7 separate regions of the Mus musculus genome follow, and regions 1, 2, 4, 5, 6 and 7 are each linked to region 3. A link is a contact called in public Hi-C and promoter capture Hi-C data. All regions are on one chromosome and are shown on one strand. The core of a region is the stretch at or near the end of the contact, and the rest is flanking DNA. Distances in the headings are between cores, read along the strand shown.

The links. Promoter capture Hi-C pulls out the DNA fragments that hold promoters and counts their contacts. Hi-C and Micro-C count contacts between places; a contact is called where the count stands out from the background. Capture Hi-C pulls out chosen DNA fragments and counts their contacts.
Region 1: a contact with region 3 is called in a promoter capture Hi-C map of liver, with 2.3 times the contacts expected there. The contact joins the promoter of Anxa4 here to the promoter of Eefsec in region 3. A contact is called at or near these places in 2 of 39 promoter capture datasets (liver and pre-B cells) and 1 of 9 other capture datasets (liver).
Region 2: a contact with region 3 is called in a Hi-C map of B cells, with 7 read pairs. The contact joins the promoter of Nfu1 here to the promoter of Eefsec in region 3. A contact is called at or near these places in 3 of 39 promoter capture datasets (liver and pre-B cells) and 1 of 484 Hi-C or Micro-C datasets (B cells).
Region 4: a promoter capture Hi-C map of pre-B cells shows a contact between it and region 3, with 3 times the contacts expected there. The contact joins the promoter of Gmcl1 here to the promoter of Eefsec in region 3. A contact is called at or near these places in 3 of 39 promoter capture datasets (liver and pre-B cells) and 1 of 484 Hi-C or Micro-C datasets (pre-B cells).
Region 5: a contact with region 3 is called in a promoter capture Hi-C map of liver, with 3 times the contacts expected there. The contact joins the promoter of Mxd1 here to the promoter of Eefsec in region 3. A contact is called at or near these places in 3 of 39 promoter capture datasets (liver and pre-B cells).
Region 6: a promoter capture Hi-C map of liver shows a contact between it and region 3, with 5 times the contacts expected there. The contact joins the promoter of 2610306M01Rik here to the promoter of Eefsec in region 3. A contact is called at or near these places in 3 of 39 promoter capture datasets (liver and pre-B cells).
Region 7: a promoter capture Hi-C map of liver shows a contact between it and region 3, with 2.4 times the contacts expected there. The contact joins the promoter of Chst13 here to the promoter of Eefsec in region 3. A contact is called at or near these places in 2 of 39 promoter capture datasets (both in liver).

What each region holds. Positions count from the first base shown.
Region 1 is chr6:86,792,302-86,795,200 of GRCm38.p6, reverse strand. Anxa4 (annexin A4) reads left to right here and starts at 1,617. Exons shown (of 13, transcript NM_013471.2): 1 at 1,617-1,692.
Region 2 is chr6:87,008,235-87,011,159 of GRCm38.p6, reverse strand. It overlaps Nfu1 (NFU1 iron-sulfur cluster scaffold), which reads right to left and starts at 1,324. Exons shown (of 8, transcript NM_020045.3): 1 at 1,201-1,324. The coding sequence starts at 1,259.
Region 3 is chr6:88,445,161-88,447,860 of GRCm38.p6, reverse strand. It overlaps Eefsec (eukaryotic elongation factor, selenocysteine-tRNA-specific), which reads left to right and starts at 1,322. Exons shown (of 7, transcript NM_023060.3): 1 at 1,322-1,655. The coding sequence starts at 1,382.
Region 4 is chr6:86,732,118-86,734,958 of GRCm38.p6, reverse strand. Gmcl1 (germ cell-less, spermatogenesis associated 1) reads left to right here and starts at 1,581. Exons shown (of 14, transcript NM_011818.3): 1 at 1,581-2,048. The coding sequence starts at 1,795.
Region 5 is chr6:86,667,748-86,670,659 of GRCm38.p6, reverse strand. Mxd1 (MAX dimerization protein 1) reads left to right here and starts at 1,501. Exons shown (of 6, transcript NM_010751.3): 1 at 1,501-1,724; 2 at 2,026-2,122. The coding sequence starts at 1,652.
Region 6 is chr6:86,848,084-86,850,805 of GRCm38.p6, reverse strand. 2610306M01Rik (RIKEN cDNA 2610306M01 gene) reads left to right here and starts at 1,366. Exons shown (of 1, transcript NR_028298.1): 1 at 1,366-2,399. Aak1 (AP2 associated kinase 1) reads right to left here and starts at 1,301. Exons shown (of 16, transcript NM_001378654.1): 1 at 591-1,301. The coding sequence starts at 753.
Region 7 is chr6:90,323,790-90,326,489 of GRCm38.p6, reverse strand. It overlaps Chst13 (carbohydrate sulfotransferase 13), which reads left to right and starts at 1,305. Exons shown (of 3, transcript NM_027928.1): 1 at 1,305-1,415. The coding sequence starts at 1,328.

The DNA of each region.
Region 1 (2,899 bases), core at 368-2,867, 1.7 Mb after region 3:
TTTACTTTATGTATACAAGTACTTTGTCTGCAAGTGTGCAGGTACATCATGTGTGTGCCTGGTGGTGCCTAATTTTGATATCTTTAGTGTGAAGTCTGAGTCCTTAAGTTGAACAGCTCTATTCATTGTTTTGTCGCTCTGGGTTAGATCAGGTCCCCAGAAGTAAGACAAGATGCAGATGCCCTGTTAGTGCACTCCTGGGCATTCCCAGGAGAGCCTGCCATCTGTTGGAAGAAGTCGCATGTCACCTGTCAGAGCTCAGAAAGAGTCAAGACTCCTACTGGAGGTCAGCCCTTCCCTGATCCCAGACCTCAGATCCCAGATGAGCCTGGGTCAGATGGAGTCCTGGCCTTTGTTTCCCATAAAAGACTCAGGTGGGGACTAGCACTGAGTCTTCCCCGAAGACAGGTCTTCAATTCCCAGCAGCCAAGGGATCCTATGCTGGTGTGTAGACATACAGACAGACAAAAATCTGTACACATAAAATAAGTAAAATGCACACGTATTTATATGTAATAGTAAAAGCCTCTGTCTGTGGCTTCCCTACCTGGGCTAGGGCAGACTTTGGGAGAAGTGACATCAGAGGCCTGTGGCCTGGTTGCACTTGCTATAAAGATCAGCTTAGCTGTGGGCTAACTACAGTTCCTAGACACTAACCTTTATCCACCCCCCACCCCACCTCCCCTGCATGTAATTACTTTTAAAAGGATACAATAGTCTTGAATCTTCATTTTGTCCTTCCTATTACCATGATTAATTTTGTCTTCCCTTGTGGAAGCTTAGAAACATATAGACTTTGGAACATGAAAAAACAGGCCCAAGTCTAGATCAGCCTTCCTCCTCCTGACCCCCTCAGCCTTCCTCCTCCTGACCACACAATAAGCCACCTCCTCTAGCTACAGTTGCTGATACAATTTAAAATAATGACCACCTAGGTTTTGGTTGGCTAGAGAGCAAACACTGCCCAAAGCGACCCATTCTTTGTTAAATGAAATTGGAGGTTGCCTGTGGAGCCTCTGTTGCCTGCACCTGCCTCTGTTCTTCAAGCATTCATTATCCTTGTAGCAAGAGGCATGTGCCTCCGTGTCCAGCAAGGAGCCAGAACCAGGCTGGCTAGCAACCAAGAAATGCTTCAGTTGGAAGTTTAGTGGGAAACCCAGAGTTGCTTCTAACCCCGGTCCCAACGGTGACCTGTACCTGTCTCCGAGAACCCTTCCCCTGACTTTGAGGATTGCATCTGTCTTCTTTAAGGGAGGCGTGCAACTGCTGAGAATTTTCTGGAACGTATGTTATAATGTGAAAGGAGGACATGGACTGTGTCCTCAGATGTCACGTTCTGATTTTTCAAGTTACACTCTAGACTGGAGCGCCGAGGCCCCAAGTACGTTGTGCGACCCCAGCAGGACGCGAGGCTGAGACCCTGGGAGTCTGGTTGTGCAGGGTCAGGGTCCTGAGTGGGCTCGCTGTCCTCAGTGGGGTTAAAGGCCGAGTGCGTGATCTGCCTCAGGCCCCTCCTGGTGCTGGGGGCGATTCTCGTGCTCTAGCTGCGCTTCTCCGGGGAGGGACTTTCCTGTGGGCAAAGGGACAACCAGGAACTTGGGCTCAGTCTCCACCCCGAGACTGGGCGGGTCCTATCGGCCGGGACGAGGGTGTGGCATTCGCCGTAGTCTAGAGCCTTTCTCCGCACCAGAGGTAAGGGGCTTAGGGCAGTGGTCCGGACCTCCGCCGCGGGCTCTGGGGTCTGGGTGTGGGTCCTAGGCTCCGGGCAGGTGTCCTAGGCTCGGACCTGGAGATCTAGACTTCATTTGGGGAATCCTAGGCTGGGTCGCAGCTGGGGCCTGGAAACCTGAACTTAACCTCGGGATCCTGGGCTCGCCCGCTGTCCTAGGCTTGGACCTGGGAATCTTGGGCTCCTGCCGGTTGTCCTAGACTGTGGCTGGGGATCTTGGGCTCAGGGACCGGGTGCTGTGACCAGAGGCGGGTTCTTTGGGCCACTTGGCTCCGCGCCCTGGAAGCGTGAGGTCCCGGACCGGAGCAGCCACCTGGGAAACGTGGGGAGGAGCAGGCAGTGCCGCACGGTGCACAGCACTCCTGCAGTCCTTTGCTGAGTCAAAGCCCCCCCGGGACTCCGCACTGAGGATAAGCCACTGAGTTAACATTCTCTGAAGCTCACTCCAGCACTACTTGTGTTGCCTTTTCTTTTTGCAAGTAAGTTTGCTTTCTCGTCTTCTTAGGGCGCTCCTCGCCTCTCTTGTAGCGAACGGTCTCCACACAGTGCCTGGCGCCCAGGAATCATCTTATTCTTAGTTTTTATTCTGTGTCTGCCTGTGTCTACATTTTAACTTAGTCCTCGGTGCTTTGACCAGTTGGAGACTTTGGCGCCTAAGACAATTGGCGGTTTAACACTTTGCTGGCTCAATGTGCACCTCAAGGGTATGAAAGCCTCCATTTACTGGAGGAGCACTCTGGGCCTTAAGCAACTGCGCCTTTCATTAAAACTGGGCACTTTAGTGGATGGTGGAAGGATGGATAGGATGGCCGGTTGTTACCTATCCCTCTGCCCATCATTCCCAGACTCACTGTTTCCTTAGGTGGGAAGCAACTCCATTTATGGCCGTGAGTCCCTAGAGAACGGAGGAGAGAAGAACAAGAAGAGAGGACCAGGCATATATTCAGTTGATAGCGTGCCCCCAGCACACCAGAAGCCTTGGGTTTTATCCTTGGCTCCAAATAAATCAGGTGTACGTTTGCCTTTGAGGACAGTTTGGAGAAAATGACAGTCCCAACCCAAGCAACACCCTTTTGGAAGCTTCCCGTTTTAGATTTAAAAGGAATAGAATCTCATACTTCAGGACAATCGGTAGTTCAGGGTAATATTGGAGGGTAGTCTGGACTATTC
Region 2 (2,925 bases), core at 75-2,574, 1.4 Mb after region 3:
GGCAGAGGCAGGCGGATTACTGAGTTCGAGGCCAGCCTGGTCTACAGAGTGAGTTCCAGGACAGTCAGGGCTACACAGAGAAACCCTGTCTCGAGAATCGAAAAAAAAAAAAATGCCGATGACAGAAATAGCTAATTAAATGTCATACCCAGGAGAAGACCCTTGGCAACCAGAGTCCCCAGTAAGTGTCTTGGATCCTGGGGTTTCCCCCGGCCTGATCTGCTGGATGGTGTACCTGCTTTGGTGCTGTGCCCTCTGGCTGCTTGCTCTCTTATGCTAGGACTATGTGCTGCATCCTTATTAGACGCACTCATTTGAAACAAAAGGCGTGCAGAGCATTGTAGATCACTCTCCCTAAGGAACACCTAGCAATAAGGGCCACACCAGGCCACACAGTGAGCGTTCAGTAAATGGTAGCTGTTATCACTACGTGGTAACTAGTAACTATTCTTTAAGTGAATGGAGTGGATACTCCAGGATTTGGAAACACCCTAATATTCCTTCAACCCTGGGAAAAAGCAGCAAGCGTGGATAAACCAGAAGTATACTCTGGCAGGAAGTTTTGAAGTCTAACCGATCTTGAGTAAAGTAACTGAAGGGGAGTCATCGAAAACAGGTGGGCAGGGGGTAACCCACAAAATCCTTCTGTTAATCTGCTATTTTTATGAGATACATTTAGGAGTTTTAAAACGGGGGTGGTGGGGTGGTGGAGGGTGTCTCATAAATAGTCTAACCTGGCCTTGAACTCCTGGTCTTCCTGCCTTCACCTTTCAAGTATTGGGATGACAGATGATGAGGGATTCTATGCTAGCCTGATGAAATGCATTTGAAACTTCAAGTTGGCATCAGCATTCTGTCAGGCCCCTTTCTATAGTTGTCACACTCGGGTCTGACAGATATCTGAGGGAGTGGCTCTAGAAGAGGAACAGGACGCACTCGCACAAGCCTGGGCGGTGGACTTCCTCGAGTCACTCACTTCTCTCCGAGCCGTGATCTCCCTGGAAAGGGAACGACAGGACACGACACAACCCCGGGACCGCTCTTCCCTTCGGAGCCACATTCCCGTGGGATTTACAAGGGACATCCGTGGAAGGTGGCTGGCCTCGGGCTCTGGAGCCAGGACAAGGGTCCCTCAGACGCCAGCTCCTGCCTGTGAGAAGGCAGCGACAGGGATCTGCTAGCCAGGGAGCCAACACCTACCGCCTGCACAGCCGGACTACACCGACCGCTGCTCCCCATGCCCGCTCGGCCGCCGCCATCACTTCAGTGCCAGTGCGCTTGCGCGGACCCGCCTCCTTCTTGTCTCCAAGTCCTACGCAGACTCAGGCCCTGCAGAGAGGGCGGTCCGGGGACGCCGGTTCCTTACAAGTTGAGGGCGGTGCTGCAGGTGGCCTTTCCGCCCTCCTTTTACTGAAAGTAGATTTTTTTCCCTCACATAATATATCCAGATTACAGTTTCCCTTCCCTCTATTTCCTCCAATTTCCCCACACTTCCCCTCCGAATTCACCCCCTTTCTGTCGCTCATTAGAAAACAAACAGGCTTCTAAGGGAATATATGATATATGATATAACAAAACCTAACACATCAGAATAGGACAAAACAAACAAGGAAAAGAGTTCAAGAAATGCATATAAGTGCAGAGACACACTTGTTCACATATGCAAGAGTCCCGTGAAAATACAAAGCTGGAATGTTGCGGTAAATCTCCAATCCAAATATGCCTCAGCAATGAAAACACAACACAGTTAATATGAATACATATGTGCACCTAGTTTGGACAGATCTACCGCTACACGACCATCTTCCACATCTATGAGACCCCTTAGAGCTTGCAGTTTCTCCAGGCCATGTGCTTCTGCTCCGCTTTTCTTCTTCCTCCTCCTCCTCCGCGTCCTCTCCTTCATCCATTTTCTCCTTCTTCTTTCTCCACCTTCCATTCCACCTTCCCTTTTATCTGCCCAATCATCAGCTCTCCTTTATTTTACAAATTAAGGTGGGAAGCAGGTTTACAGGAAATCACCTGAGCGCTGACTCATTCCTTGTTCAAAACCACACACAGGAAAACGGAATTAACATAAAATATAATTAGCCCCAGGGCTATCGACAACACTGGAAGCCATAATATATATGAAAAGGGACCTACAGGGCAAAGCGGGGAGGGAGGGATGAAGAAAGGGAAAGAGAGAAAAATTGTAAAATATATGTATACATAAAATAAAAAACAAAAACAATGTAATGTAAACAAAAATGTGTAATTAAATAAATATACAAACCCAAAGTCCTAGCTTAACATTATGTGACCAGGGACCTTCAAAGATGCCAGTGAGCTGGTTCTTTGTTGACCATTCTACAGCTGGACACGTGGCCTACACTTAGGAATAGTTTGTCCTCCACGGCGAGATGGCTCCATGGGTAAGCGCACTGACTGCTCTTCCCAAGGTCCTGAGTTCAATTCCCAGCAACCACGTGGTGGCTCACAACCACCTGTAATGAGATCTGAAGCCCTCTTCTGGTGCATCTGAAGTCAGCTACACTGTACTTATGTAGAATAATAAGTAAACGTTTGGGTCGGAGCAAGCAGGGACTGAGTGAGCAGAGTTGACCGGAACGAGTGGGCCGACCGGATGGAGCAGAGATACTAAAAATTCAATTCTCAGCAACCACATGAAGGCTCACAACCATCTGTACAGCTACAGTGTACTCACATACATAAAATAAATAAATAAAAGGAATAGTTTGTCCCCCACGGTGAGATTCCCATGGAGAAATCTAGATTTTCATTTGCAAGGGGTAATCAACTTGAGATGGCTCAGGAACGGAGACAGATGCCTGCTTCTTCTTTCAGCTCTAGGGCTGACCCCATCTGATGCCAAGCCTGCCTGTTTTCTTGGTGTTCTCCATCTCCTCTGCCTCTTACACCCTT
Region 3 (2,700 bases), core at 73-2,572:
CCCTAGCCTGTGGCAGCACAGCAGTATATTGTCCTGGTGACAGCAGAACGGAGCAGCCTGACTGAACTACTCATTTCATGGTGGACAGGAAGCGACTACTGCCTTCTGCTAAGCTTCATCTCATAAGACAGACCACCAGCTGGGGCCCAAGCATTTAGCACACAAGCCCGTGTAAACCAATTCACTTGCAAACCGCAACCCCTCCTGCCCTAGAAAAAGGAAGGCTGGGAATGTTGGGCCAGCAAGCCCCACCCCCTTTACATGAGAGCAGTGCCATTCAGCTCTCCAGTGCCATTCCTCCCCTGTGAGGCCCCAAGTCCCTTCTTTTCCTAGGCTTTTATCCTTTGCCAGAGCAACCACTTAGGCTTGTGACCTCTTTCATGGTTCTAGGCACCTTTCAATGCCTGAAGGGGGTTACAGAGGCTGGTTGGTATAGCACTCACGACACATTCAAGTTCATACACAACAGTTAAGTTGCAGCTCCTCATGGCAGCCTAGACTTCAAAGTGAGGTTTTTGTCCCGTCCCCACCCCCACCTCCCCTCCCCTGAATCAACGAGGACCTCTTCCTCTTTTCACAGTGCTTCCAGGTTTCTGATGGTCAATTCTCAGTCTGCACTGGACGTCTAGTGACAGTCCTTGAGGGTATCTTCCTCACTAGGCTCCCCGCCTTCCCATCTCTGTCCTTTCCAGATAGTCTGGCTTGGCAACTGGTCTTGGGTTTTACTTACTCCTGTTTTCACAGCAAATAATGTCGATCACCACATCCCAGTAAAGTGTATACAGTCTGCACTTAATAAAGGCTGACAGCCGGGCGGTGGTGGCGCACTTGGGAGGCAGAGACAGGCGGATTTCTGAGTTCAAGGCCAGCCTGGTCTACAAAGTGAGTTCCAGGACAGCCAAGACTATACAGAGAAACCCTGTCTTGAAAAAAACAAAAAACAAACAAACAAACAAACAAAAAAATAAAGGCTGACAGAAATGAATGGACGGATGGATGAGTGTGTATGGAGGGATAGAGGAAGGGATGTGTGGATGGACTGGGTGAGTGGAATGATGAAAGGAGGGAGGGAAGGAAGAATGGATGGATAGATGGTGAGATGGATGGATGGATGCATGGATGGATGAATGGATGGAAGGAGGAATCCCTAATCTCAGACTGGCGAGACTTTGTGGCGTGGGGAGCCGGATGACAGCAAACCCAGGTAGCAGGCCGGCTCTTGTCCCGCCCTGTGTGCGCTCTGCCATAGGGCTGTGGGCGCCCGAGGGCGGAAGCTTCCGTGCCGGAACCGGTGCGCTCAGCGCGGGTTGCGGGGGGGTGCGGCTTAGCAGGCGGACCGCGGGGCTGGCGCTCAGGCGACGGCGTGAGAGGCAGCGGCGGGATGGCCGGCCGGCGGGTAAATGTGAATGTGGGCGTGCTGGGTCACATCGACAGTGGCAAAACAGCGCTGGCGCGCGCGCTGAGCACCACGGCCTCCACTGCTGCCTTCGACAAGCAGCCGCAGAGCCGCGAGCGCGGCATAACGCTCGACCTGGGCTTCTCCTGTTTTGTCGTGCCGCTGCCGGGGGCAGAACCCGGTTCTAGCGACACGCTGCTGCAGGTCACACTGGTCGACTGCCCCGGGCACGCCTCCCTCATCCGGACCATCATTGGCGGTGAGCGCGGGCCGGGGCGGGAGCCGGGCTCGGGGTCCGAGCTCGCGGGATGGATGGCGGCCTGACAGCCTAGGCCTGGCCACCAGCCCGGAAGGCTTGTGGTCTCGAACTCACAGCCCGCAGACGCGGACACAGTTCTCACCTTCACTGCCGTGCACCGAGATGCTTTCCTAGAAAAATGATCCAAAGAAACAAACCCTGCAAAAAGGGTGTATACAAGTTTCAAAAAAAAAAAAAAAAAAAGTCACCACGTACCTGTCCTTTGGTCTCCTGGTTCTCTGTCCCAAACACTGCTCTCAGTTTCCTGTGTGTATGGATGGTTTCAGGAAACATACACAGAAACGCAGACAAGGTGCAGAAATGAAAGATCCTGTTTTTTTCCTTCTGTTGTACTACTTGTGGTCGGTTGGGGTAGTGGGTAGAGCCTAGTGCCTTGATAAGAGGCAAGTGCTCTAGGCTCTCTCAGGATCTCATCCCCCAGTCCCCTTTATACACAAACCATCACTGTCTGGAGACTATATCTACACATAAAGTTCCTTTGTACTTTTATACCAACATTTTCTTGACTGACCCTCGTGACTTTCCCAGAGTTGGCTGCTATTCATAATGCAGTGAATAACTCTAGCCCAGAAGGTTTTGGGATGTGCACTAGTGTAACAGGATAAGTTATGTGTGAACTAGCTAAGGCAAAGGGCCTGCGTGTTTTCAGTCATGATGGGCACTGCTAAAATCTGCTTCTAGGATCTGTACCACTTAATTAGTCTTTAATTACAGGCCACTTAGGAATAGGCCATTATAAATAAAAGGTCTTGTAACCTCCCTTCCTTGCTCAGCGTGACCCCTCCCATTCGTCTACAGGAAACTGTTGCTATGTCTTTTTAAATTCCTTTTGCAAACCCATTTAACTACACTTAAATCTAAGAACAGAACCCCATAACCTGTTTGTAAGCACCCAGCACAAAAGGAGGTGTGGCTGAGTCTACCTGCTGTAGCTCCAGTGACCCATTTCCTGCTTCTCCGCTTGCCCTGGGTTTCTTTCCAGCAG
Region 4 (2,841 bases), core at 332-2,831, 1.7 Mb after region 3:
CTGACTGTCCTGGAACTCACTCTGTAGACCAGGCTGGCCTCGAACTCAAAAATCCGCCTGCCTCTGCCTCCCGAGTGCTGGGACAATGTTTTAAGATGACCTCACGTATGTTTCATATTATGTACATTCCTGCGTGTCCCCTGCAGCCACCGTAGTTCTCTTCCTCCCACTTCTCCTTCAACCAGCCTCAGCTACACACCCTCAGAATTTCTCAAACATGAGAAATTCCTCAGTGGCTCACAAAGGACATATACTGCTATAACGGAGTGCAAATGGTGAATTGATGCAGTCAGTTCCGGGGGGGGGGGGGCGAAAAACTGGCAAGAACTCGTAAAGTTGAAAATTTCCCAAGAGCCCGTTTCTGGGATCTGCCTGATGAAGCTTTTGCGAGTGGTGTTCCTGAAAGAGCATCTACGTAGAAATAACTGAAACCCCTTGGCAAGGGAGTAGGCAAATGATGTGTCTAACAATGAGCAGTGACAATAACTAGAGATTCCATTCAAAGTATAGTTTTAGGAGAGGAGAAATCATAGGTTTGGGATGGTCCAATTCCATTTAAATTACATGTCTGAATGTGCAGCAGAAGAGTGGTTATACGTGTAAAGACATGCATAGAAATGGCACAGAGAGGGAGAGGCTGGAAACTGAGAATTAGTACACAAGGGGTTTCTCATTCCCCACTATATATCAATAAAGCTAAAGGGGAGTGAATCAAAGTAAGTGTGATAGAATTCCAAGCCAGTAGTAGGTCCACAGGTACTTGTATTGCTCTGTTTGAAACATTCTATTATAAACATTTTACTTTGAAAGGTATAAAAGGCAGGTATGGTAGCTCAGTGCCTCAACTCCTAGCACTTAGAGGCTGAGATAGGCGGACTTCTGAGAGTTCCAGGGAAGCCTTGGGCTTCAGAGTGACACTTTTCCTTGAAGAAAATTTAAAAAAAAAAAAAAATCGAGGGCCAGGGATGTAGCTTAGTTGGTAGAATGTTTGCTTAGCATTCAAGAAGCCCTGCATCTGATACTCAGCATTTCAGGTCCACGAAGGTGATGTGACACATACATGGCTGTAATCCCAGCTTTCAGGGGGTAGAAACAGGAGATCAAGAGTTCAAGAGCATCCTATACAGTGAGTCGAAGTATGTAGTACGAGACACTGACACAATAAAATAATAATTAAATCAAAACAAGGCAGCAGAAGGAAGGCAAGACCTGGAGGCTAGCTGAGGCTCCAGACTGAACCCGGTCAACACAGCTGGGTGACGGTCATCTATCTAACCGGGCCAGTCGGGTCCTAGAGCCCTGGAAGCAAAGGCCATGTTGGCAAGTCCGTCCTCTTATTAACCGTACAGGGCTGGATGAGACCCCGGAATCGAGGAAGCTTACGGGAAGAACCAGCGACAGAGATCCCGAGATCTGTTAGGCATAAGCACACAGTGCCCACGCCCCTCCGTTGAAGCCGGAACCGCGGAAGTCAGACACGCACCGGGGCTGAGCGCCGCAGGGACGGGCCAGCAGCCTGCGCATGCGCAACCTGCAGCGCAGGCTCCGTCCTCCCGCCCCGCCTTTTCCGGAGGCTCGCCTTGCGCCTGCGCCCTGCGGCGCGCGCTTTGTTGGGAGAAGGAGGGGGCGAGGTCTAGCGAAGCCGGTCCGCTGAGGCGCTACGGGCGGGGCTGAGGATGGAGGTGACTGCGTTCGCGGCGACGGTTGGGGCTGCGCGCGAGGCGGCAGCGGAGTAGGCGGTGGAGATACGGGCATGGCGGGGCGGCCCCTCGGTGCTCCCTAGGCGCCGGAGCCATGGGCGCTCTCAGCAGCCGGGTGCTGCGGCCCGCAGGGCGCACAGAGCAGCCCGAACCCACGCCCGGGGCTGGGGGCGCGGCCCGCAGGTCGGACGCCGGCGAAGATGCGGGCCACAGCTTCTGTTACTGTCCGGGCGGCCGCAAGCGCAAGCGCAGCAGCGGCACATTCTGCTACTGTCACCCCGACTCCGAGACAGACGACGACGAGGACGAGGGCGACGAGCAGCAGAGGCTGCTGAACACGCCGCGCAGGTACGGAACGCCCCGCACCTTGGGGGGCCTGACCCCGGTGTCCTTGACAGGAGAGCGCGGGAGGGTCGGTGCGGGAGGTGAGTGCCCGCGGAGCAGATGGGAGCTGGGCGTTTGCAGACAGACCTAGGTCAGTGCGGGAGCGGGCGCGTGCCGGGCAGACCTGGGGTCAGTGCGGGAGCTGGGCATTAGCAGACAGACCTGGGTCAGTGTAGGGTCTGGGAGTTTGCAGATAGACCTGGGTTAATACGGGAGCTCGCGCGTGTTGGGTGGACCTGGGATCAGTGCGGGAGCTAGAAAGCTTAGGGTTCTGCACATTAAACAGAAGCTTCCTGAGTGTCAGAGCCTCAACCTGAGCCTAAAAGGACTAGCCAGAGCTTCCGCGTCCCTTCCGTAGCAGGCGTTTGCTTTTTGAATAGGATAGCCACGGGAAATTTTACTGTGCATCACTAGCCATAAATCAGTAAAGAGAGGAGCATAGTAGTCCCTGAGATGGACATCTCTCTGTGTTGTCACTAGAGGGACCAGTGATGGAGATTCGCCCAGTTAAGAACAAAGTCTGCTTGTTGAGGTGGGCTGCACTCTGTGTAGGTTGCATAAGATTTTTTTGAGGGAAGAGTTGAAAAAAAAAAATCATTGCTTGTGAAATAGATGTGGCGTATACCAGAATATACTGTGCAGTAAGGATTTTTTTTTTCTCTTTTTAAGGTCACTGTTAGACTCACACAGATGTAATTTTTTAATGAAATTTTTAAAAAGGATCTGCTTATGGACATTGCATTTTTGTTGACAAAAA
Region 5 (2,912 bases), core at 252-2,751, 1.8 Mb after region 3:
TTGGGAGGAAATATGAAAGTGTGGAACCCAAGATGTTAAAATGGCTGAAACAAAGCATTTTATGAATATTAAGTTGGTTACTTTAATAGTTGCATATGATACTTTAATTTTTAACCTTATTTAACAAACAGCATACAATTTTAAAATATTCCAAGTGGTTCTTTTCCACATTCTCATTTCCAAGTTCCATGTCCTCATGAAAAACTGCCTTCAGTGTGTGTGTCAGCATAGAGCCCTTGATTGGATCCTTGAACATACCAGGAACATGGCCTCTCCATCGCACCCAAATCTGTTGTGTGTAATGGCGGTTTGAATTTAGTTCTGTGGCTGTCTGCAGTTCTGGATACCTGCCATTTTGTTGTTGTTATTGTTGTTGGGATCGTTTTGTTTTGTTTCGTCTTGTTTTTGTATAACTATAAGTCAGAGGATTGCCTGGGCAGTTGTGGATGAGATTACAGGGGTTCAGGTCTTTCTCCAAGCCAAGGGGAAACAGGAACGTTATTTGTCTCTGAGCCTCTTTCTTCATGTGCAAATGTAACTAAGGATGACAACCCTCACAGGTTGTCCTGAGGGATGGGAACCCTCTAGGTGGATTACCTGACATATGCATACAGAGAAAGCTAAAACTGTATACTGACAACACTCATACGTTTCATTTTAAACTCCCCTGCTCATTTCAGTTTTCAGACTTCTTACCCATTAGCTTTATTCCTGCCATTTAAATTGAATATGTTGACATTACACTGTAAGTCTCGAATAAGCTCTCATTTCAAAAGTCGCGATGCTCAAGGACCTGTGTTTACAAAGTGAGCTTTCCTGTGGGTGCTGGTGGCCTTGGGGAGAGGCCTGCTCTGAAGTGTTTTCCTCTGGGATGGAAGGGATGGCCTCGGGTTCAGCCTTACTCTATGCACCAGGTCACTCGGTGCGAGTGTGGTATACGGGAGCCGGCTGTTTTCCCCCAACCCCTGGGGTGGGAGCTAGGTGCCACCATCTGCTGAGGTCCCCAGCTAGGCCTGAAGTTCTCCCCGGAGACAGTGGGCAACAGGTCGGCGGCCAGTGGGCGGGGACCCGCCCTGCCCTCCTGCCTTGTAGCCAATCAGCAGCACGGGAGTGGGCCGCTGCTTGGGCAGAGAGGTGACGTCATCGTAGCCGGGAGGTTTCCGAGGATTAGGCCAATGAGGCGCGGGCGCAGCGGCATTCCCTATACTGTACTTGCCCAATACCCGGAGAGCCCAAGGGGGCCCGGCTATCGGCGTAGAGCCAATGGGAGGCAGGCTGAAGCACGAGGCGGAGTTGCGAGTCCTGCAGCCAATGGGGCGTGGGGGGCGGAGCCCGGGCCTTGTCAAGCCCGGCCAACCGGCGGGGGAAGCGGGCTTCTGGGGCGGGGCCGCGGGCACTTCCCCAATCGCGGAGGGCCGGGGGCGGGCCGGGCCGCGGGCGGCCCAATGAGGCACGCCGCCGCCGCGGGCCTGTCAAGGGACGGGGCCGGGGGCGGGCGGCGGCGAGTCGGGATAAACACTCGGCGGTGGCGGCTGGGCTCCTGTCTCCGTGCTGTCCCATCGCTGCCCCTCCTGGCTGGCCAGCGCGGCGGCTCCTCGGTGTTCCCGGCCGGTGGCCCGCGGGCACGGAGAGGCGGCCCGCCGGGTGCAGGATGGCGACAGCCGTCGGGATGAACATCCAGCTGCTGCTGGAGGCGGCCGACTACCTGGAGCGGCGGGAGAGAGGTGCACGGCGGGCTGCGGGCCGGGCGGGCGGCCGCTGGGGTGGTTGGGGCGCGGGCCGGCCGCGAGCGCCAACCCCCGAGCCCGCGCCCCAAAGCCGAGCGCGGGGGGCGGCGAGCAGCTGGAACCTTCCACACCTGCTCCGAACCGAGGGCGTCCACGCCAGGAAAGAGCAGGCATTGTTCTCAGAATTCCGCCTGCCTGCTCCCGCCCGGTGTCCCGGACTCCGACAGACAGACGGACGCGGGGACAGGGTGTCAGTTGCTCTGGGCCCACTTATTAACGGGACCCCTCGGTTTTTTAGAAGCTGAACATGGGTATGCCTCCATGCTGCCATACAGCAAGGACAGAGATGCCTTCAAACGGAGGAACAAGCCCAAGAAGAACAGCACCAGTAGCAGGTAACTGTTCAATGTTCCCCTTCTCTGTAGCTAAAATGACCAAGGCTGATTGTTAGTTGACTTACAGGATTCTAGCCCTACAGATACATTGAGGGTTCAGTAATGTGTTCATGGTGCCAAGCAGTCCTTCTTTTTAAGTTGAGGAAACAGAGGAGAAAAATAGGAATGTCTAACATTTCAGTGTGACTTTTTAAAGCAAGATTAATTCTGCTTTTTACCGTCTGAACAAAGCAAAGCTCTGTGGCTGCTCCAGGCAGGTCTGGCAGCAGGGTTACTGTGTTTGCCTGCTTTACAAGCAAGAGTTTCCTTTAATTCAAAATGTGGCATGGTATCAGTTGATTTTGCTTGTTAATAGAGATTTTATAAATGAAGTATCTGGCCTGACACAGGTGGTAGAAATTTATATTTAATGTGTACATTAAATGCAGTAGTTTGCCTGGTAACCCAATTGTGACCTCTCTTCCTGGTGGCTGAGCAGAGTGATTGAGGGTAGAACCCACTTCTGTGAGAAGATGCATGCTACACTAAGATGTCAGCAAGTTGCAGCCTTTTCCTGTTAGCCTCAGAGATTACCTCATAGCCCTCAAAAGCTGTGAATTTCACCAGTGTTTAGTTAATGGCTGGGAACTCACAGTCCCTGATCCACAATAACATTTCATCTTTGTTACTGTCCCTATGTCCCCCTCCTTGCTCTTAAAATACTAGTTGTAGCTGGGCATGATGGTGCACATCTTTAATCCCAACTCTCAGGAGCACTCAGGCAGGTGGATCTCTGTGATTTGGAGGCCAG
Region 6 (2,722 bases), core at 117-2,616, 1.6 Mb after region 3:
AAGAGGCCTAGGCGTCTGAGTTCAAAACCATCTCATTCGCTTATGATTTTATCTTAGCCACATCCTGGGGACCTCACTGCAGTTGGGTAAAGAAACAAACCTAACCAAAACACCAAAAAATGCATTCCTGTCCCCAGAGAAATCCTCTTTGGCTACCTACTTAAAGAAATAGGAAAGTTAGGTGGGAGAAGCCCCCCTCTCCTTTAAGATCTCTCCCCATCCCCACCCTTCAGCCTCCGCATCAGAATTTAAAGTTTCAGGGAAATGGCAAGACCACCACCCTGCATTTCACTTATACTTCACACATAGGATCCGAATAATTCGGTCAAAGGAAGAGATTTCTCCACGCGCTCCCCCCACCCACCCAAATGAAAGGCCACTGAGGTAAACTATTTGGGCAATACTGCCCCCCCAAGCCCTGTCAATTCCCAGTCTGAGTTTTAATTCTCTCAAGGACAATGACTCGCAAGGAAAGTGCAGAGGGGGAAGGGAGGGTCAGTTGGTCAAAACCCATTCATACAACTAGAAACCAGAGTCTTGCCACATCAGCACACGAGATTAATTCACCGCGCACTGGCTTCCCAACATACCTTCCGCCAACACCTCGTCCACGGTGACCTGCTGCCTCCCGATGCCGAAGACCCTTCCGATGTAACCACTGCCCAGGCCTGAGCTGCTGCCCCCTCCTCCGCTGGAGCCTGAACCCAGGCCAGAGCTCCCCTGCTCCCGCCTGGAGTCGAAAAACTTCTTCATCTTTCCAATATGAAATGCCAAGGCAAAATGCCGATGGTTTCTAGGTTCGTATTTGTTGTAAAGAAAAGAGATCTAAGGATTTCTTCTCCGGTTTCAGCCCTGAGCAGAGCCCCGGGAATCCGGCCGTGGGGTGGGGGCTGAGGGACGGCGCCTGCAGGAATAGACTGTCAATCGCGCGGCGGGTCCCCTCCTCCTCGGGGAGCGATCGTTTAAGTTTAAACCTGCGATGACAGAGGCAGAGAGAGGATGAATCAGTAACACACTCCAGAGCCTAACTGCCGGGTCCTAGGGAAAGCACAGGCCGTCATCCAGAGGAAACGCTGCGTGCATTTTCTTCGGGAAAGCCCTGGAAACGCACCGGACCCCTGCCCGGACCCCCGCCCCGGGCCCCGGACACCCACTAGCGGCCGCTCGGCGGCGAGCCCAGCTACCAGCCCCGCGACATGGCCACGGCCGCCGGCCTGCGACACGAAGGAGGCGGCGCTGCCGCAGAGCCGGGGCCGCTTCGGCGCCCGCCCGCCCGCCAGCTGATCCCCGAGCGCCGCGCTGAGGCCGCCCCTCCCCCGCGCGCGCGCCCGTCGGCTCCGACCACCCACCCGGAAGTGACCTGCCACCGGAAGTGCTTCTCAGGGCCGCACAGCCCCTTCTCAGGGGCCGTCTCAGGTGCACCAGCTATAGCTACAGAGCGAAAGAAACCGATGGCAAGAAGGGAACCAGAGCAGTGGAACTCGGGACAGAGACACTTGGAAGAGAGCGTTGCCGTAGTCCTGCCGCTGAGCACCCTGGGAAGAGTAGTTCGGGGTAATCTGGCATCTGGACTACAATTCCCAAGATGCCCCGGGAGCGAGCGCACCTTCGGACGCCGTCTCCAGGGACTGGAGATGATAGTGGAGTGGTGCAGAAGTGAGGCTTCGGGTATTTAAGTACATCTGCTAAAGTCACCAGAGACTAGTTTTCCAGCTGCACGTCCCACTCTCTGTAGCCATTTTATCTATGGCTTGGCCTCATGGACAGAGGCACTCTGGGAATTGTGGTTTCACAGGAGTCCGGACTGACACCTGAAGGACGCGGTTTAGCTGCCTCGCCCCAGTTGGGTTTGGGAGTTCCCCGACGTCATGGGAGCGGAGGTACTGAAGGCTTGGGGGCTGGGGAGAAGTGGGTATGATGCCAGCAGGGAGCCGAGCGGAATCTCGGTGCTGAAGGAAACAAAGCAGGTGTCTTCCGGTCCCCGACCACGATGAGAACTGAGAAGCCTGAGGGTCGAAGAAGGAACTGCGGGAGATCCAGTACACGGAGCATCTAGGGACCAGGCTACATCCATCCTTGGGCTCCACCCCAAACCATGGCCCTCTGCCGACCCAGATTTGCCTGGTCCTTACCAGATATATTCACGCCTTTAAAGGGAACTTTAGACACACCTACTGCTTTCTCTTCAGAATCTTTCGCAAGAAGATGCTGTGTTTACTAAGGATCGCTTGGGTGCGGATAGAGTACAGGGCTGTGTGATTGGCACCTGTCAAATGCTAAGGATTTGGAAAGGAATTGAGATCTCTCCTCCTAGATTGCTTCACAGAAGATGTTGTTGTCGTGCCAAATCCCTGCCTCCCCTGCCCTCTCCCCCAAGAAATACATGGTTTTTTCTCTTTTTTGAGTATAGGTTATTTTTCCACCAGCTCCCCACACTTCTTAAAGATGCAACTACCCTCTTGCAGTTCATCCCAGAATTTCTACTTCAGGCACTTGAGGAAGATCTAGAAGGGGGCCCCCAGGAAATAAAAAAAGATGGGTCTTGCTGGGCAGTGGTGGCTCACGTCTTTAATCCCAGCACTTGGGAGGCAGAAGCAGGCAGATTTCTGATTTCGAGGACAACCTGGGTTACAGAATGAGTTCCAGGGCAGCCAGGGCTATGCAGAGAAACCCTGTCTTGAAAAATAGAACAAAAAAAGATGGCTCTTGGTTAATCTGAATA
Region 7 (2,700 bases), core at 56-2,555, 1.9 Mb before region 3:
CAAAGTACCCCTTCAATATTATCTTTTACTTTTTATTGGGTGGTTGATTGATTGATTTTTTTTTGAGACAGGGTTTTTCTGTTTAATAGTCCTGGATTTGTAGATTAGGCTGTCCTCGAACTCACAGAGATTGGCCTGCCTCTGCCTCCCAAGAGCTGGGTTTAAACCACATGCTATTTTTTTTTCCTTTACATAAGCTAAGTTGCTGGGTCCTGGAAGATTTGTGATCCTGACACTTAGAGCCTTCCTCGGCAGTGAGGCTTTCAGCTTTATCTAACCTTACTACTGTCCTCATGGTTTCTGGCTGCTTTGAACTCTCCTTGAGCACCTTGGGAAGCTGAGTTTCTGATTTCAGCTGCTGGATCTCGAAGCTCCGGACTCCTGGTCTCAGTCACTGCTGTTTCAAACAGTTTGTGCAGGATGCAGGACTTTCTGCCCATCATCAGCCTTGGGGGAATTAACATGACTCTGGGGCATTTTTACTCACGATGAGGGGGAGTCTTTTTCCTGGCTCCCTGCGCTATGACTGATGCAAATCCAGTCCTTAGTTTTCAGGAAGGGCCGTGTCCTGACTGGTGCACACACTTCCATTCAGAATCAGCTTGTGATCACTTGTGTGGTCCACGTGGAGAGTTTCTTCAAAGTGGTCTTCCCCAGAGAGGGAACTGAGGGGCTGCTGTGAGAGCAGAAGTTCCATAGGCAAGGCCAGGGGAAGTAAAGAAGAGACAAGAAATTGCCAAGGGTTAAGACTGGAGAAGGCAGGCTGGGAGGAGAAGCTACTGAGCCTTAATGGCAGGGGGTCCCAGGACCCTTGGACTTACAAGCTGTGACATTTGCCAGTACTGAGGGTCAAGAGTCCGAAAGCTTGGGGACCAGAGCTGTCATTCCTAGGCTTCCAGTAGCTGCCCTGTACTAGGGGTTAAAGCCTAGGGCAATGAGTGTCCAACCTGAGCTTCTGGAGTCCGTTTCTGACCAAAGCTTTGGCTCCCAGGACCTCAGCTGCAGCTTCTAGCTCCGCCAGTAGAGCACTTGGGCCCGGGACACCCATATCTGAGAGTTTCTCCACTACCAATTCCCATCAGTGTAAAGTAGGGAATCCTGGTTTAATGACTAGTATCAGGGATAGATACTGCTTTCATTGGCCTAGGGTTACAGCTTTACCCATTAAGTCAGTCAGGCGCGTCTATCTCTAGCCTGGAGCACTGGACGCTGCTTCTGGGCGGGCCCTAAACTAAGGGCAGAACTGGGCGTGTCCTGGACCTCCGCCGCACAGTAGGAAGGAGAACGCACCGGATGACTGTCGCCTGCCACGCGTGCCAGGCACAGCATGGGAAGACGCTCCTGTTGCAGGCGGCCCTTGCCGGTGGTGGCAAGTCTGGGTGCTGCACTCCTGCTCCTGTGCGCCCTGCGTCCCGGTGAGTGCGCGGGCCCGGGGCTCTGCGTTGTTTCCTCAGCTAGAGAGCCACCTGGCACCTGCCTGTTGTTTGGGGCTGGGGCATCGCCAGTGGAAGACAGGTTCCTTCCATTCCCGCATGGAACTTCTTTTCTTGTCGCTGGCGAGATGACCACTGTCTGACTCCCTGTAGAGCTGCTGGTGGGAACTTTTGGTCAATCTAGAGATGCGTTTGTTACATTTGCCCTACTCTCTGAGCCTTGAGAAGTCAGTTTGCTCTCTGGCCTGGATGCCTGTCTTAATCTGAGATCCTGCTGAGTCTATACATCCACAGAAGAACTGCACAGGTCTATGCTGGCCTGGCGTTTCAGGGATCACGACCTGCTAGTACCAGTTTCCACCAGGCATGTGGTCAGTTTCACTCTGAATGAACCTAGGTCTCCTCTGATCCTCTGGCAGATAACTCACTTTACAGACCAAGCTGAGGGCAGAGGTCAGGTGTGGAGTGGCTTAGAGGTACCTGGGCAGTGGGCTACTTTTCTGACGGTTTGTCCATCCTTAGTCTGTGTGTATGGGGTCTGCTCACTTCCAGACAGGTTTTTACTCAAGGGTGGACAGGGTCATTAGCTGAGAGTGACTCAGGACAAGGGAAAACTGTTTTCAGAATGGTACTGATCCATGGAGGACCTCAATGACCAGCAGGCTTGTAGATCAGAGGTCACTCAGCAAGCTTAACCTATTATCTGTCCCCTCCCAGGGCCTTAACAGTCTCATCTATGGAATAGGTTCTGACTCCATGCTTACAGGGATTTTAGGAGGGTGAGTTTGAATGTTACAGTAGACAGTGCTTGGCCCCCAGCCCGTGCATCACACTGGCTTCGTCCTTAGGGACCCCTGGGAAGGATGCCAGGTGAACAGAACTGGGAAGGCCTCAGGAGTAGTCACCATGCCTGTGTCTACTCACTCTGCCAATTAACAAGCTCTGCATGACCAGATGTAAGTGGCTGTGCCAGGGCACCCCTGCAAGCCCCCCCCCCCGGAAGGGAGCCTTCTCCTTACTGAAGACCTGTAGGTGAATGGCTACTTCTGTATAGGTGCTTTCTCATGTCTAACATGTCCCTTGGCACGGTCTGGGTGTGGTCGCAGTGTCTGCTGATGCCACAGTCTCTGTCCACCCTGTCATTCATTGTAGACAAATGTTTACCCATTCCTGGGCCACAATGGCTCAGGTCCCTCAGGGCCCAAACACTGTTTTGGGGTATGAGTGGATAGTCTGGCCCTGGGGTGTGTCTGCAGAGAGGCATGTG